Linked DNA regions of Mus musculus: all the other regions are linked to region 2. Evidence: chromatin contacts called from public HiChIP or PLAC-seq data. All regions are on one chromosome and are shown on one strand. The core of a region is the stretch at or near the end of the contact, and the rest is flanking DNA. Distances in the headings are between cores, read along the strand shown.

Region 1 (2,700 bases), core at 87-2,586, 390 kb after region 2:
ACCACCATACCTGGCTCCCACTTTTGTTGTTGTTGTTGTTGTTTGTTTCTCGAGACAGGGTTTCTCTGTGTAGCCCTGGCTGTCCTGGAACTCACTCTGTAGACCAGGTTGGCCTTGAACTCAGAAATCCGATTGCCTCTGCCTCCCACATGCTGGGATTAAAGGTGTGCGCCACCACGGCCCAGCTGGCTCCCACCTTTAAAAAGGATTTATTTTTATTATTTTTAACGTGTGTGAGTTCACATGCACAGGAGTACAGACCCCACAGGAAGACGGAAGAAGGCATCGGCTCCCATGGAGCTGAAGTTATAGACAACTGTAAGCCACCCACATGGGTTCTGGGAATAAAACTCAAGTCTTCTTGCAAGACACTGTGTACTCTGAGCCATCTCTCCATCCCCTGTTCTCCTTTTTGAGGAGGTGAGGCTTTGAACTAACTCTGTAGACTAGGCTAGCCTTGGATTCACAGAGATCCACCTGCCTCTGCCCCCTGGGTGCTGGAAAGAAAAGCATGCACCGCCACGTCTACCTCCACCCTCCTACCTCAACCCCCTTAAAGACAAGGATGGAGAAAGAGAAGGCTTCACCCCTGTGATACCAGGACTGCATCCCAGGGCCTGACCCCCCTCCCCCTAGATCCCTCGACATTACCTTCTGGGTTATCCATTCAACTACCACATGTGGAGTGGTGCCATGGGCCAGGGTGAGACCCCTTGGAAATCTAAGGCACGCACAGTCCCTGCCAGCAGGGCCCTTGTGTCAGGAGTGCCTCCAGCGTCCCCCAGCTCCAGACTCTGGCCCAGCCAGCTGCTCTCATTGACACGGGTCAGGCAGTCCTCACACCCAAAGGGGAATCCTGACATGCTGTCAGGGGCCTGGACTTCAAAGAAGAGCAGTAATGGGTAATGGGCTGTCCCAGGCTAGCCCTCCAGGAGACGAGGGTTGAAAGCAGAGGAAAAGAAGTCTGCAGAGTCACCAGGAACCAGGGGCAGGGAGGAGAGCTGCCCAGAGCCCGAGGGTCAGGGACAGAAGGAGGGAAGCTGATAGATACACTGCTGAGCCTGAGCTCAGGAAGCCAGAGTCACAGGGCTCAAGGTCAGGCCCGCCCGCTCTTCCTTCCTCTGCTTGCTCAGCACCTCCTCCGAGACCTTAGGTCCCCGAACCGCAGGTGACCAATAGGAGCCCCCACCCCCACCCCCGAGAATTATCCATCTGGTCTCTCACACCATCAAACACAGACCCGTAGCCACCCACAACCTCACACACAGTGACAAATCCAGAGGTAGGGCTAAGGTAGCCATGGGAGCATGTGACAGACAATGCCTGCCCCCTGGCCTAGTCTCCTCCCTTCAGGGCAGTGCCTCCTGGGCCTCCTCCACCCTTTAGCCCCATTCACAGCTCAGTTCCCAGCTTCGATCGAGCAGAGGCCCCTTCTGACATGCCCTAACAGGCCAAGTTGACAAGCAGGCCAGGCAGGCTGAAGCTCCCACCCCCTCCACTGACATGCATCACATCGGCAGCGAAGCAGGGGACCCTGGGCTGCTCCAGACAGCTGGCACCAGGTGACTCAAAAGGTCTTCCCTACCTGGGCTCTCCTTCTCAGACCACAGTGACACACCAGTGATCCCTGCCCCTCTCAAAGTGGGTCATAGCCAAGGAAGAGGGAGGCTGAGGTAGGGGGCAGGGGAGTATTTTCCATGCCTGGCACCCAACCACCATCTGTCCAGGAGGGAAAGGAACAATCGCAGACAGGAGTCAGCACACAAAATGAAGGTGGGTCCAAACTTTCACCCAAAGGATGTTGGAAGGATTAAATCAACAAAAGAAAGCCTTAGCAGGGTGTGATAGTACCTGTCTGTACTTTCAACTGAGGAAGCAGGACAGTTAGAGGATAGCATAACCGTTTCAAAAACAAAAAATGAAAATCTCAGCACCGACCCAGGGTACACAGTAGGAGCTTGAAAATGCAAGCTGTTTAATATCCAGCCACGTAGCTACTCAGCTAGGCTTGCACAAGACACAGTGACAAGGCACATGCAGAACTTGCCATCATGGCCCCTCCCACTGCTGACCTACAGAGGCACCGTAGCTCCGCCCACAGCTGACCCGAGGCATTTATTGGCTGAGACACACTCCCTTCCCTCACAGGGGGAAGAAGGCCCACAGACCTGGCCTCTAGGCCCTCTGGGAATGGACAACATGAGACCCCAAGTGTGGCAGTAGAGGAGGAGTATGCCAGGCTGGCACGCGAGAGCCCAGCAGGAGGTCGCTGACGCCGAGGGGGCGGGGCTGAAGGCAGAGTCTTTGCTCTCTGTGGGAAATGAGCACTTACTGAAGAGAGGGAGCTCGGAGTCAGCCACAAAGTAAACACCCAGGCCATTGCCAAGGCAACCACAGCCAGTGTGGGTCAGGGCCCACCACAATCCCTCCACCCAGACACCCCTGCGCTGTCTTCGGTCTTCTGGGTGTCCTCTCTTCTGGCAGCTCCCTGTGAGTAAGGGCTTGTAGCCCCATGGCAGGCTGGGGTCTCTGGAATACCTGGCCTGCATCTATCTGTCCCTAGTGACAGGAGAAAGAAACTGCAGCCTCTCCCTTTGGACAGACAGCTCCTAAGGATGAAGGCTACTGCTTTTCAGAAGTGGATTTGCCCTAGAGTGCCTTTGTCCAGAGCAGGCTTTCAGAAACTGCTGGGATGGAATA
Region 2 (2,700 bases), core at 191-2,690:
TGCCAGGCAGTAGTGGTGAATGCTGTTAACCTCAGAGTTTTGGTGGCAAAGGCAGACTGATCTTAGTGACTTTGAGGCCAGCCTAGTTAATACAAAAGAAAAACCCTGTCTCGAAAATCAAAAAACAAAGCCAGGCAGTGGTAGTGTATGCCTTTCATCTCAGCACTTGGGAAGCAGAGGCAGGCGGATTTCTGAGTTTGAGGCCAGCCTGGTCTACAGAGTGAGTTTCAGGATAGCCAGGGCTATCTATACAGAGAAACTCTGTCTCAAAGAAACAAAAATAAAAAACAAAACAAAACAAAAAACCCCAAACCAAACAAAAAACAGCAACAACAAAAAGCAAGGCCACAAGAAACCCAGGATGGTAATGCACACCTAGAATGCCAACACTAGGGAGGCAGAGGACAATCTGTGAGATGATGTATATACATATATATTTGAAGCCAGCCTGGGCTACAACATGAGACTGTTTCAAAATATGCGCGCGTACACGTGAGCACACACACATACACACATACACACATACACACATACACACATACACAGTCTGAACACGGTGACAGATGCCTATACTCTTATGACTAATGACAGGAAGAGCATGAGTTTGAGGCAGTGTGATCAGAGTCTGAGTCTCTTTCTCTCCCCCTCTCTCCCTTCCTCTCTCCTCCCCCCTCTCTCTCATGTCAAAAGACAGGAGATTTTCCCATCACCAAATATGGGCCTAGGACCAGAAGGAGCTTGGACTGATAGGCCTAATCTCCAACCTTCTGTGTTATCTTGGGCCAGGGACTTAACCTCTGAAGCCTCAGGTTCCACATCTGTTAAATGGGAAAGCAATGGTTTCAACTGTGCTGAGGCGGAAGTCCTGTGCTGCACACCACATGAGGGTGACTGTGCTGATCCAATGCCAAGCCCCGCTCCCTCCAGTCTCCTGGCTTGGCAAGGGTCAGGCCCTTAATCCAGGGAACAGTTACCATGGCAATGCTGCAATGCCATCAACTGCTTCCCAGGCTTTCCTTCCTCCTCACTAGGAAAGGATAATCCATTTCAAACTAACAGGAGGCAGAGAAGGTGGGGTGGGCGGGGGCAGGGAAGCCTGGGTGCCACACAGAGTGGCCACAGGTTCCAAGGCAAGCCAGTGCTCCTCTTGAGGTTGGTGTGTAGGGAAGGAGAACAGGCTAGCTAGCCTCTAAAAGCCCACTGGATCTGGAGTCTATGACCCTATATCTAAGCAGTTTTTGGATTTAACTGGAGAATAGTGGTGGAGACATTTCTTTGAGAACTTTTTATCTTATTATTCGATTTTGCTAAAGAAGTGTGTGGGGAGGGGGTGCAGCCTGGAGGCCCCCAATCAGACTGTCCCTTCCCCCACACAAGAGTGCTTGCATTTGGATGGCTCACCAGCTGTGACAGGACCTGCCAGGTCACTCAAGCCTCTTATCAGTTTGGCCACAACAGGGCCTGAACTTTGGCCAGATGACTCTGTCCCTGCTTGGGGCTGCCAGGGCCTCCCTTTCTGGAAATTCCCACAGCAGCACTGGGCGTGATGCCCAGACAGCCAGTATCCGTGAAGATCTACCTTAGCTGAGTAGGTTTGATTACCCTCTCTCGTTTACCCCTGCTGAGAGCAGCCACACACCACAGCAGACCCATCATCTCTTGGAATCCAGCAGAAGCAGCCAGTAGCTTGGCAGCACACAGTATGACCAGTGAGACATGGGCAGGATTGAGAAGTTCTAGGCTAGCCTGTGCTCATGGGCAGGATTGAGAAGTTCTAGGCTAGCCTGTGCTCATGGGCAGGATTGAGAAGTTCTAGGCTAGCCTGTGCTACAGAGCAAAAACACTTCTCTCTCTCAGAAGGGGGGCAAGGGGAGCAGGGGGAGGTGCACACCTCTATTCCAGGGCAGAGGCCAGGTGGATCTCTTTGAGTTCCAGGCACTCTTGGGCTACATAGCAAGTGGCAGGCCAGTAGGGATATGTAGTGAAGCTGTCAAAAACAAAAACAAGCTAGGCAGTGGTGGCACACGCCTTTAATCCCAGCACTCAGGAGGCAGAGGCAGGTGGATTTCTGAGTTCGAGGCCAGCCTGGTCTACAGAGAAAGTTCCAGGACAGCCAGGGCTATACAGAGAAACCCTGTCTCGAAAAACAAACAAACAAAAAACAAAACCACTCTACCAAAAAATGCAAGCAGAAACTACTTGTGTTGGATCCTTACTGTGTAGCCAATTCCCCTCTGAAAAGGCAACTGGATTTTCCATCAGGCCCACAGATGTGAGGAGCTGAGGAAAGATCAGAGCAGAGCCAGGAGTGGAGGTCAAATCATTGCCTCCACTTCCTCTCCCTTCGCAGAGGACAGGAAAGGGAAATGTGCTAAGCTCTGACACTAGGCCAGGAGCGGCAAACACCTAATGCATGCTAATGTCCCACAGGCAAACCGGAGAGGTCACTGCCATTTTACACATGGAGGCCCTGCCCTGGGGCAGAGTGCTCAATGACAACACCGAAGACACAGCCAGAGGTGATAATCTGAGATTCAACTTTAGGCTGCTGGTTCTGGCAATAAGGGCTGCCAGGTGGTAGTGTTAGCAGCGGTGACGCACGCCTTTAATCCCTGGGTTTGGGAGGCAGAGGCAGGCGGATCCTTGAGTTCGAGGCCAGCCTGGTCTACAAAGTTAGGTCCAGGACAGCCAGGGCTACAC
Region 3 (2,700 bases), core at 88-2,587, 360 kb after region 2:
CCCCGTATCGCAGAACAGAAAAGATCCCCCAGGTATCAAATTCCCATTTCACCTTCTACCACCTGCTCTGGGCTCTCCAGGCAACCTGGTTCCTGGCACACAACTCTCAGCCTCCCTCCAGCCCTTAGTGAAGGGCTCCCCCAGGATACTCCCTCCCATACACTTCCTCTCTACTACAGACTCCCAGGAGCTTTATCTCAGCCTCCTAGACAGACAAACCCTACCCTGCTAAGCCCCTAAACTCCCTGTGCTGCGACCATCAGTGCACCTGTCACTGAGGAACAATGAGCACTTTCTCTGTGGTCATCAACCCCAAGAGGACAGGACTGAGCAAGCTGACTCCCTCACCTCAGTCACCTCAGGAGCAGGGGCTCTGTGCTCCCTGGCCTACAGAACCTCTTGACTCATCCTATAGTTCAGGGAACGAAGTTTGCTCCTGAAGTCGTATGCACACAACACATGGCTGTGTAGAAATCCAAACTATGGCAATTTAAAGTTCATTCTTCCCAGGTCCCACCCTACAGGGCCTTCTGTAGGTTCCACAACCATGGATTTGACCAAACATGGACCAGAAGCACTCAGAAAACAAAACAAAACAACACCTGCATCTGTACCAAAGGGTACAGAGGTTTTTTTTCTCCCTCCAAATCCCATAATCAACCCACAGGAACAACTATTTACATAGCCTCCCATAGCATGAGGCAAGATACGTCATCCGGAGATGAGTTACAGTGCCTGGGAGGATGTGTAAGCATCACACAGACACCAAGCTGCTTCATATAAGGGGCTGCATGTCCAGGAATCTGGAGACTCCATAAATACTGTGAGGGATTCCTGTAATGGCAGGAAGATAGAAGAACAGCAGCCCCCAAGTGCCAAGCTCTGTGGGGACCCCAGTCTCACTTTTCCTCCACTCTTTCTGCAATGCTAAGAATAGAACCCAGGCCCTTCCTTAAGTCAGGTAAGAGTTTCTCAAACACTATTTTTTTTCTCGTGTGTGTGTGTGTGTGTGTGTGTGTGTGAGAGAGAGAGAGAGAGAGAGAGAGAGAGAGAGAGAGAGAGAGAGAGACTAGGGTTTGAAACCAGGCCCTCACACCAGCTAGACAAACGTTTACCAATAGTCTATATCCCCAGCCCTTGTTTTACATTTTATTGAGACAGAATTTTAGTAAGTTGCTAAGGCTGGCCTTGAACCCACTCTGTAGCCTAGACAGGTTATGAACTTCCCATCCTCCTGTCTCAGCCTCCCAAATAGCTTGGATTACAGACTAGACTCACCACACACAGTATGGTACACCCTTGTTCACACCATGTCTTTTAAATGCTAAGGAGCAGGTTTGGGAAAGTGTTAGTCAGCTCCCCTTATAAACACTGAGTCATGAGCACTAGGCTCTGAGTCCTCACAGCGACAAGCCAAGGCGTCAAGAATCAATCTCTAAGCCACCCTGCCTCCTTTTTCTCTATCTCCAGCCCAGGGCTCCACGTCTGGTGCTCAGTCTCACCCCCGAGAGGTTAGAGCCCCTCCCTTCTGAGTTCTATTTGCCCCTTCCTGCTCCTCTCCTCACCCACTCACAAAGGCTCTTGGCTGGATCTTGTGGTGGCTTCTAAATGGTCTTCTTTCTCCCTGGCTTTTCTCACTAAGTCACCACGGGAAGCCACATGAGCACTAAGTCTGTGGCCAGAGGACCTCGTAGGTCTGAAGAGGACTGGCGTCTGCTTCCTTCACCCTGCCCTTGCTCCTTTGCCCTGAGCCCCGTCACTCATTCATGGTCTTTCAAGAATGGCTTGGTCAGGATGCACACATAGCTTGCCCTGTAGTTCCACAGCAGGCTCGCCTCTCGGTTAACCTCCTTTTCATGGTTCAGTAAATCTCCCTCCCCCAGAAGCTCTTCCTGGCCTCTCACCTTGACTCCTCAGGCTCAAGCCTGAAGTGGGGTCTTTTTTGGTTTGGTTTGGTTTGGTTATTTTGAAGCCAGCAGTTTCAGAGCAGGTATAAGAGGACCTGGAAAGTTCTGCCAGAGCCAGCTTCCATCCAGCCCGTCCTCCTTCCTCAGCCCACCTTACCTTCCCCTTCTTGGTGAGGATCTGTTTATAATACAACCAGCCTTCTCTCCTGATATCACTGAAGGTTGCATCTGAGAGGTCAGAGGTTGAGTGTCGTTTAGAGGGGGCATCAGCATCTTCAGAGGTGCCCCAGCTATCTAGAGACTGTAGGGAGAAAACATTAGGCAGTTTAGGGTGGCTCCCATAATACCAGCATCTCAGGAGCCTCATGGACCACTGGCAGCCACAAGGGCCTGGCGAGTGTCTGGGCTGTACTCTGATGTGCTGTGTGACCTCATGGGCTTGCTTGTCCTCTCTGGACTGTTTGTGTTGAGGTCATGAGACCTCATGAAGAAGCAAGAAAGGAGGAAAGAGCTCGACCTGCCAGCAGGACGTGTGGCTCCCCATGCTGGAAGAGCCAATCTGGGCCTTCCTTCAGCTTTACAGCCTCCAAGCATTGAGGAAACGGGGAAGCAGTTGTGGCAATAAGGAGTTAGGTAAACAGTGGAAGTGGGAACATCAACAAAGACCAAGCAGCGACATGACAGGGAGTCAAGCCCACCAGGAGTTAGATAACAAGTGATGGTGTCAGCAGGAATCCAGCCTCAGAGCTGGCAAGCACAGGGACAGTTCAGTAAGCCAAGGACGTGACAAGGG

What was found. HiChIP or PLAC-seq counts read pairs in DNA pulled down with a chosen protein or histone mark.
Region 1: a contact with region 2 is called in a FOXA1 HiChIP or PLAC-seq map of pancreatic cancer cells. The contact joins two enhancer-like sites. A contact is called at or near these places in 1 of 115 datasets of contacts at active chromatin or transcription factors (pancreatic cancer cells) and 1 of 9 other capture datasets (adipose tissue).
Region 3: a contact with region 2 is called in a FOXA1 HiChIP or PLAC-seq map of pancreatic cancer cells. The contact joins two enhancer-like sites. A contact is called at or near these places in 1 of 115 datasets of contacts at active chromatin or transcription factors (pancreatic cancer cells) and 1 of 9 other capture datasets (adipose tissue).

What each region holds. Positions count from the first base shown.
Region 1 is chr11:97,434,642-97,437,341 of GRCm38.p6, reverse strand. It overlaps a transcript of Arhgap23 not described here. Among named protein-coding and RNA genes, the nearest start is that of Arhgap23, 14 kb to the left of the region's middle. Within about 2 kb of position 1,336, at least 342 of the 459 cell types and tissues checked have an H3K27ac peak or open chromatin away from gene starts, as enhancers often do. A contact at or near this core is called in adipose tissue and pancreatic cancer cells, where this site is marked.
Region 2 is chr11:97,819,816-97,822,515 of GRCm38.p6, reverse strand. The region is part of intron 3 of Lasp1 (LIM and SH3 protein 1); the gene reads right to left. Among named protein-coding and RNA genes, the nearest start is that of B230217C12Rik, 20 kb to the left of the region's middle. Within about 2 kb of position 1,440, at least 132 of the 459 cell types and tissues checked have an H3K27ac peak or open chromatin away from gene starts, as enhancers often do. A contact at or near this core is called in adipose tissue and pancreatic cancer cells, where this site is marked.
Region 3 is chr11:97,455,963-97,458,662 of GRCm38.p6, reverse strand. Arhgap23 (Rho GTPase activating protein 23) reads right to left here. Exons shown (of 19, transcript NM_021493.2): 6 at 2,065-2,208. Among named protein-coding and RNA genes, the nearest start is that of Arhgap23, 7.2 kb to the right of the region's middle. Within about 2 kb of position 1,337, at least 14 of the 459 cell types and tissues checked have an H3K27ac peak or open chromatin away from gene starts, as enhancers often do. A contact at or near this core is called in pancreatic cancer cells, where this site is marked.